Linked DNA regions of Mus musculus: region 1 is linked to region 2. A link is a contact called in public Hi-C data. All regions are on one chromosome and are shown on one strand. Each heading gives the region's core, a stretch centred on a gene start, on an enhancer-like site or on the middle of the called end of the contact. The rest is flanking DNA. Distances are from core to core; before and after follow the strand shown.

The links. A called contact is a pair of places that touch in the nucleus more often than the background predicts.
Region 1: a contact with region 2 is called in a Hi-C map of the G1E-ER4 cell line, with 3 times the contacts expected there. The contact joins two enhancer-like sites. A contact is called at or near these places in 2 of 15 datasets of contacts at CTCF or cohesin (CD8 T cells and the NIH/3T3 cell line), 4 of 484 Hi-C or Micro-C datasets (the G1E-ER4 cell line, bone marrow-derived macrophages, embryonic fibroblasts and 1 more), 7 of 115 datasets of contacts at active chromatin or transcription factors (CD8 T cells, bone marrow-derived macrophages, embryonic stem cells and 4 more) and 3 of 9 other capture datasets (adipose tissue, embryonic stem cells and liver).

What each region holds. Positions count from the first base shown.
Region 1 is chr10:89,593,602-89,597,361 of GRCm38.p6, reverse strand. All of the region lies in intron 5 of Slc17a8 (solute carrier family 17 (sodium-dependent inorganic phosphate cotransporter), member 8), which reads left to right. Among named protein-coding and RNA genes, the nearest start is that of Slc17a8, 26 kb to the left of the region's middle. Within about 2 kb of position 1,266, at least 9 of the 459 cell types and tissues checked have an H3K27ac peak or open chromatin away from gene starts, as enhancers often do. A contact at or near this core is called in the G1E-ER4 cell line, where this site is marked.
Region 2 is chr10:89,460,586-89,464,401 of GRCm38.p6, reverse strand. The region is part of intron 7 of Nr1h4 (nuclear receptor subfamily 1, group H, member 4); the gene reads left to right. Among named protein-coding and RNA genes, the nearest start is that of Gas2l3, 19 kb to the right of the region's middle. Within about 2 kb of position 1,326, at least 20 of the 459 cell types and tissues checked have an H3K27ac peak or open chromatin away from gene starts, as enhancers often do. A contact at or near this core is called in the G1E-ER4 cell line, where this site is marked.

The DNA.
Region 1 (3,760 bases), core at 17-2,516, 130 kb before region 2:
TACACATGGAGGGACCCAAGGCTCCAGCTGCATATGTAGCAGAGGATGGCCTTGTGGGACATCAATGAGAAGAGAGGCCCTTGGTTCTGTGAAGGCTTGATGTCCCAGTGTAGGGGAATGCCAGGGCCAGGAAGTGGGAGTAGGTGGGTTGGTGAGCAGGGGAAGGGAGGAAGGGTTAGGGGTTTTTCGGAGGGGAAGCCAGGAAAGGGGATAACATTTGAAATGTAAATAAAGAAAATATCTAATAAAAATAAAGGAAAAAATTATAAGTTGTTTATGGAATGTTTTTGGCTTCAAGTAACTTCAAAGTCTACTAAGAATCTTCAAAAGAACTTTTTTTCCTCATCTGACAGAATCCCTAAGGTGAGCAGTTGATGGTGCTGGGTCTACAGCTCACTGAGCTGTCCTGGGCTATAGATGTGTCCAATCCCTGGGACCAACTTCCAGAAGTTGTCCTCTGACCTCCACTCCTGTTCCATGCCTAGTGTGTACCTCTCCTATGCACATAAAATAAGTATTTATAAGATAGAAGAGATGGGATTCCCAAGCTCTGCCTCCCCCTTAATTTCACAATGAAAATACACAAAATCGTATTTTTCATGAGGGTTGTAAAGACCCTCGGCCACGGAGCTGAGCTGACTCCACTTGGCTCAAGATGTGGACTTTCCTTACTACACATAACTACCACGTACAAAGTATCACCGACTTAATTAATGATGTGGCATTGTATTCCACATCAAAAATGAAGTGGGGTCCATTCATCTTACCTAAAAGTAGATGGGTATCTACGACTACGCCAAGGCATGAGCTGACTTCAAGTTCTGCGCACTTGCTGCACAGGCATGAGGATCTGGATTCAAATCCCCCAAACCTTCATAAAACTAGGAGGTTGTCTCATCCCACGACATCTCTTCTATGCATGGCTTAGAGGAATCAGGGTCTGGAAGGGTTTATCCCAGTACAGACCTGGGAGAGAAATCAGAGGCAGCAGTACAGATAGAACATTCATTTAAAATGCATTTTATCTGTAAATGTTTATTATAGAGGAAGGGGCCCACCCTAGAAAAGCTACAATCAACCCCAGAAGGTGCCAGAGCGCCCCACTGACAGCGGGTGGTGTGACCCTTGGCCTGACTTTCTATGACAGGTGGTGGGCAGGACCTTTCATTTTGATTTGCCAGCAAAATGAGAGTGGTAAGCAGGCACTCCTCGCTTTCAGAGTGGTTTTATAGCCCTGATTTTAAAATGGCTCGACTCGAAGAAAGCTGCCTGGTCAAGGTTGTAGGCCTCATTACATTTCCCAGCTAAGGTGTGGCTTCCTTTCAAGGAACAGTTGAGGGACAAATGTCACTAGAGAGAAATTTAAGCTTGAGCTTGAGCTTAATTCATTCTTAGTCACAAAAGATACTGGAGTCAGGAGAGACTGACTCTAGAAGGTATGGGGTCACAGGTTAGAGTTGAGGAAACTGGGGAGGAGAGATGAAGTTGATGTGGTGAGTGAGAACAGCTAGGAGTCTCTTCCACTCAGCATCATCTTCATTTCTTCTCCATGGCACACCACTCTCTGCCAGCTTTGTCTGTCCTCAGTGGTTAGCACATGGGTGTGGACGTCCACTCTGCTCTCTGTGGTAGTCTGAGGGCTGGGTGTCCCACTTGGAAGAAGCCCAAGTGCCTGTGAGTGCAGATAGGAGATGATGTTGGAGCTGTGGCTGAAGATGAAGGAGAGTCTGATAGGTAGGGTAAGCAGTTTGGGTCACTTAGAGTTTCTCCAGGGAGAGAATGCTTTTTTTTTTTAAAGATTTATTTGTTTTATGTATGTGGACACACTGTTGCTCTCTTTAGACACAGCAGAAGAAGGCATCATATCCCATTACAAATGGTCGTGAGCCACATGTGGTTGCTGGGAATTGAACTCAGAATCTTTGGAAGAGCAATCAGTGCTCTTAATTGAGGAGCCACCTCTCCAGCCCCAAGAATGCTTCTTACAGTGGGGGGATTGATTGTTGGCATTTGATGATGAAGGAGGCAGGGTTGCAAAACCACAGAGTAAGATCTCCTCTCGGGTCTTACATCCTGGCACCATAGGCAAGTCATGCTTCCCAGACTTGTTTTTTCTTATAGAATGAGGGATAAGAGCGATATCTCCCTCATCAGGTTGCAAGAAGTGGAATACAAAACAAAGGCTTAGAATGCTTGGCCCAGTACTTAGCATGCAGCATGTGTCGTAACTGATCATTCTTTCTGATTTTCTGTTTCAAGGACACTTTTGTATCATGGGAACTTTGCCTTCCTGCTACATGGGGCAGAGGGCACACACACACACACACACACACACACACACACACACACACACACACAGAGAGAGTGTGAAAAAGAGACAGACATAGAAAGACAGATAGAAAGAGAAGGAAGGAAAGATTTCTTTGCTAATGTCTAATTTGCTTTATTGCTGTGAAGAATTCTGAGCTTTAAAATGCATGCATTTCAGAACTGGGGTTGTAGCTCACTCGTGGGAGCCTTTGCCTAGTTTTCAGAAAGACCTGGGTTCTATCCCGATACCATCTAAGAACAGATGTGGTGACACATCACCTGATAGGTGGAGACAGGAGAATCAATAGTTCAAAGTCATACGTGAATTCAAGGCCATCCTAGGCTACATAATAGCCGGTTTCAAAAATGAAACGTGTGCTTTTGCTATTCTGTACACAATAAAAGCATTAGCAGTTGGCATTCAGGTGGCCATTTCCAGCTTACAGAGCATCCTGGAACACACATCCTAGTTTACCCTTATACTACCCATGAGGCGGAGACTTCATTCCTATCTTATCTCTGAATGAGTCTTTCTACTTCCTCATATCTCACAATCACATTCCAGGGCCTGGCAGCACTGGTCTTAGAGATAAGACCAAGCTTAGGCAGGTGTGATATTTTCCTATCCTCCCCCAACCCCCAACCCCAAGAGCCACACCCACTCCATAAAGATCTGTCTTAGAGTTGGATTTGATTTGAGGAATGGTCTTTCGCTTCATGTTGCTTGCTGTTTTTAAAGGAGCCACATAGTTGTCTCCTTCAGGACCCAGGGGGAATCACAGAGAGGGACTTTTCCATTCTGTTAGCAATTACCGGAAATGTACAGGGCTTTAGTTTCCCTAGCAGATGTCCAGGAGCTGCAGCAGATAGGGAATCCAGGTGACCATCTCCAGTCCCCACCATCTTCTCCAGACAAGACGGATATCCTCACACAAGTCCACAAGTTCAGTATTTACAAAGCAAGAAACATCAAAGGACAAAATCACCGAGGTCTAAGTTTAAAGATCTCAACTAGCTTTTTTTTTTCTTTCTAGAATCATCGACAGTTCAGTTCCTACGACAGAATGATTGTTGCAAAAGGGCCAAGTGGGAGAGATTAGCTCATGGGCAGAAACTGAGACTGAAAAGCAGATAGAACGTTTTAGTGACTTCCTGTGCACGGCAGCAAGGCAAAGACCCAAGAGAAGAGAAAAACAGCCCAGTTGCATCATTTATTTAAGGATCAAGGATCATTTATTGTAAGGATCAAGGCAGGGATATTCAGAAGTCTGTTGTCACACCCAAGAAGAAACTAGCCTGTTATTTTTTCCTGGCTTCTTAAAAGAAATCTGCTAAACAGCTTAGCTTTGCCTTGGCGATGTAGAACTCTGGACGTTGTGACTCCATTTTGATTTTTAGTTTGGTCTGTTTGGGCCCAGTGTAGGAATCCCCATCGCCTAAAACATTGGTC
Region 2 (3,816 bases), core at 77-2,576:
ACTGGTCAGAGCTTTTAAAAATTAAAAGCCAGTTGTTGAGGCACAGATGGCCGGCTTGGTAAGGGTTAAGCATTTGAAACGTGTCTGAATATGGTAAGAATGGCTTCACGGTCTTTTCACAAACGTATTCATTATTATTGTGCATGTTCAGCTTGTGGTTGCGCATACCACAGCACATATGTAGAGGTCCAAGAAAACTTTGTGGGGGGTTGGTTCTCTCCCTCCACCTTTATGCTGGTCCCAGGACTCGAACTCAGGTTGTCTGGTTTGTGCAGCAAGCCCCTTTTACCTGTTGGACCATCTTGCTGGCCCTTCCACTGTCTTAATGACATTGCTTACCTATGCTACATTTTATAGCTATGCTGCCTTTGTCACAAGGAACCAGAAAGAGGTAACACTGTCTAATTTCACAAAGACTTGTGAATTTCTAGGTCTCCATCAGGCTGCTGTTTCTTAGAGATACATTTCAGAGATTAGTAGGAACATCCGGGGAGCAGCCTTCCCCATCAAGGCTGTGTGAAGGTGTGGTCACTATTTCTTCCCTCAAATGTTTGTGTTTAGTTTTCAGCTGTGGTGAGGAGGGCCGTGAGTTGGAGAGGTGTGCTGGAACTGAATAGAGAGAAGAGAGCCTGCTTCTGTGGCACTGTGGTAGGGAAAGTGTCACAGAAAAGCAATGTTTGAACACAGTGTAGTGCCTCACTGTGACAGGGGCCTTGAACAATATTTCAGGATGCAAGGGACAAGTCCTGAAGACAAACTGTATATGTCATTTCTTAGAGACATTATCTCTGATGAAGGTAATAGAAGTCTGAGCTGAATGTGGCCTTAGAAGTGTAGAAAATGAGGAGAAAGGGCTGTGGGCATGGCTGTCAGCAAAGTGGCTGCCAAGCAAGCATAAATACCTGAGCTGAGTATCTGTGTGAAAAGCTGGGTGCATACGCCTGGGACCCCAGTGCTGGGGAGGCAGAGACAAGGTCTCTGGAGCCTGTCAGCCTGCTCATCTTGACCAATGCTGCAGGTTCAGTAACATAGGAAGGTAGCCAGTGTTTAACTCTGACCTACCTACACACATGCATGTGTACAAGCACACACACACACACACACACACACACACACACACACACACACACACACTTTTTTTTTTCAAGTAAGTAAATAAGGACTTGAGGACATAGCTCAAGGGTAGAATCCTTGCCAGACATGTGCTGAGGCCCCGGGGTTGATCCCGAGCAATGGTTTTTGAAAGGAGGAAAACTGTTAGCTCCGAAGAAAAACCGCAAGAGACAGCAGCGGAAGCAGTTAACGTGGGGGCGCAGCGCTCGGGCGTGGGGGTGGGGGTGGGGAGAAATACAGCAGCTGTCTCCTTGGTCTCCTCTCCTTGTGTGTTGGCTTTACCCTTGGGCAAGTTCTTCTAGCTAATGGCCAGAGCCTGTAAGCATCACCTCGAAGCAAGACATTGGTCATGGCTGAAAGTGAGGAGATCAGAAATCTACTGGGAGCTTCAGCAGAGACCCTCTTTTATTTTGGTGTCCAGAATTGTGCAGAATTTCTGGATACCGCCTCTGTTATGGAAACAGGAGCAACAGTGGCTCGCCTCTGTTACGGAAACAAGAGCAACAGTGGCTGGACCTTGATCTGGGGCAAACTAAACTTTAGGATCTCAGAGGAGTTGTCATTTGTTCCCTGGGAACACACCAGGGTATGGAGAACTTAGTCTGAAAACGATGTTGAAGGCATCCATAGGATTGGATGCCGTGTTCAGGTATACAGTTAACCTCTGTGTTATTGCGAAGGTGTCATTTCTAGGAAAAATTAAAATTAAATCGTTTGAACAAATAGCATCTGTTTAAATACGATGCCCAGTCTATCTTATCAACAGCAATAAATCACACAAAGCCATCAAGAGTCGTGGGAAATACAGCTTCCATGGTACACATTCTTGCATGTAATACGTATTCCACACACAAAGTAACTGCCTGCTTTTATTTCTGATTAATACTAGGAATCCCATCAGGAAAGAAACGGTTCATTATTTTAAAAAGCACAGTGATAGAGCACTCGCCTAGCAGCCCTGAGGCCCCAGGTTTGATCCCCAGAACAGAACAAAGAGAAAGAAAGCATAGTGATGTTCTACTATGGGTCATTCTTTCAGATAGCGTTTCTGATCCTTGAAAAACCAATTTGTCTATCACAGAGCCCCCATCGCGCTCCCCCTTAAAGGGAAACCAAAAAACAAAGGTGCGTAAGTAAGCTGATTTTCTTTTAAGGTTCAAACTTTTTCAGACAGCCTCGGTGGTTGAGTTAGAAAATAGCGCTCTCTTGTGGCCAATGTTGAGACAACTGGTCCTAAGAGTGAAAACACTAAACCAATTCAATCACGTTATAGAGAGGGAAGCCGGAAAACGGGGAAGAGCTGCCCCCTTCAGGATGATGTTATTACACTTTTATACTGGAAACTGCTGGCTTTTGAAACACTCTTGGTGTTTATGTTACTGTCCTTAGTAAAATTGTCGATTCTGAATCCCAGAGAAGACTCACCCTTGATCTGACTTGTAGGAAAAATAATTTTGAAAACGCATATTATTTATTATCTACATTTTTCTCAACCCCGGGCTTCAACACATACAAAAGGAAACAATCATAGCAAGCATTTTAACTTATTTTTTCCCCCAGACTTCATCAACTATAATTAACTGGTGGAGGCAGCTTCACTGGAGGCTGAAAATTTAAAGGGATGAGCAAGCTAGGCAATTTGGCAATCGAAGATGAATTCTAAATACTGAACATCTTCAGATTTCATTGATTTGGATAGTATCTCTAAATCCCATGGCATTTAAAATGATGGCCCAGGACCTGTGAAATGGTTCAGCAGGTGAAGGTGCTTGCCAAAAATCTTCATCGTCTGAGTTCGATCCCAGGAGCGAAGGAGGTGGAGGGAATGAGCCCACTCCTAGACACTGTGCGGTGATCTCCACATATGTGCGGCATGCATGTGTATATACTCACATAAGCAAACAGCGGTATTTTTGTGACTTCGTAACTCAGGGCTTATTCTGCTTTGCATTCTAGCCGTTTGTGCTCTGGTTTACACGCTCCGAGGAAACAAGTTACGTTCGCTTCGTGAGACATTTGCTCACAGATCAGTACTCTCGAAAGCCACTTCCTGGGACGAATTGGCCATTCATAAATAAGCCAGTGATTCAAAATAATAAAAACAAAATTGCTCATTCATACGCTGAGTCCTTCAAAGTGACCAAAAGTATGTGTGGCCACTGGCAAACAGAATGGGTAATTCTCTAACAAATACATCCAGACAGGACACGCCTCTCTGTGACATTTCTTTACCCAGTCTTTAGTCTATTTAATGATGTATGCAGATGCTGACATGGGAGATACAGCAGTGGGAAGTAGAAAGTGTACTCATGTGCACACATACTGGTAAAAACATGAATATGCTTTGGCTAGAAACAGATTAGCCGTACCAGGTAATTCAAATGCGCCAGGTTTGGAGGCATATGCCTTTAATCCTAGCACTCGAAAGGCAGAGGCAGGAGGATCACTGTGAGTTTGAGGCCAGCTTGGTCTACAGAGTGAATTCTAGGACAGCCAAGGCTACCCAGAGAGACACTGTCTCAAACCCCTCTCCCCTCCAAACTTAAAATGTATTTTGAAGAAATTTCAATAAAAATGAATTGTTCCACAGAAATCTGTTCGGCAAGTTAAAAACTTTCAGGAATTTACTGAGATTCTCTCTAAACACAGAATAAAGTAAGGTTGTGGGCCAACTGTGCATTTTAGGTGATCTTTCCCTACGGG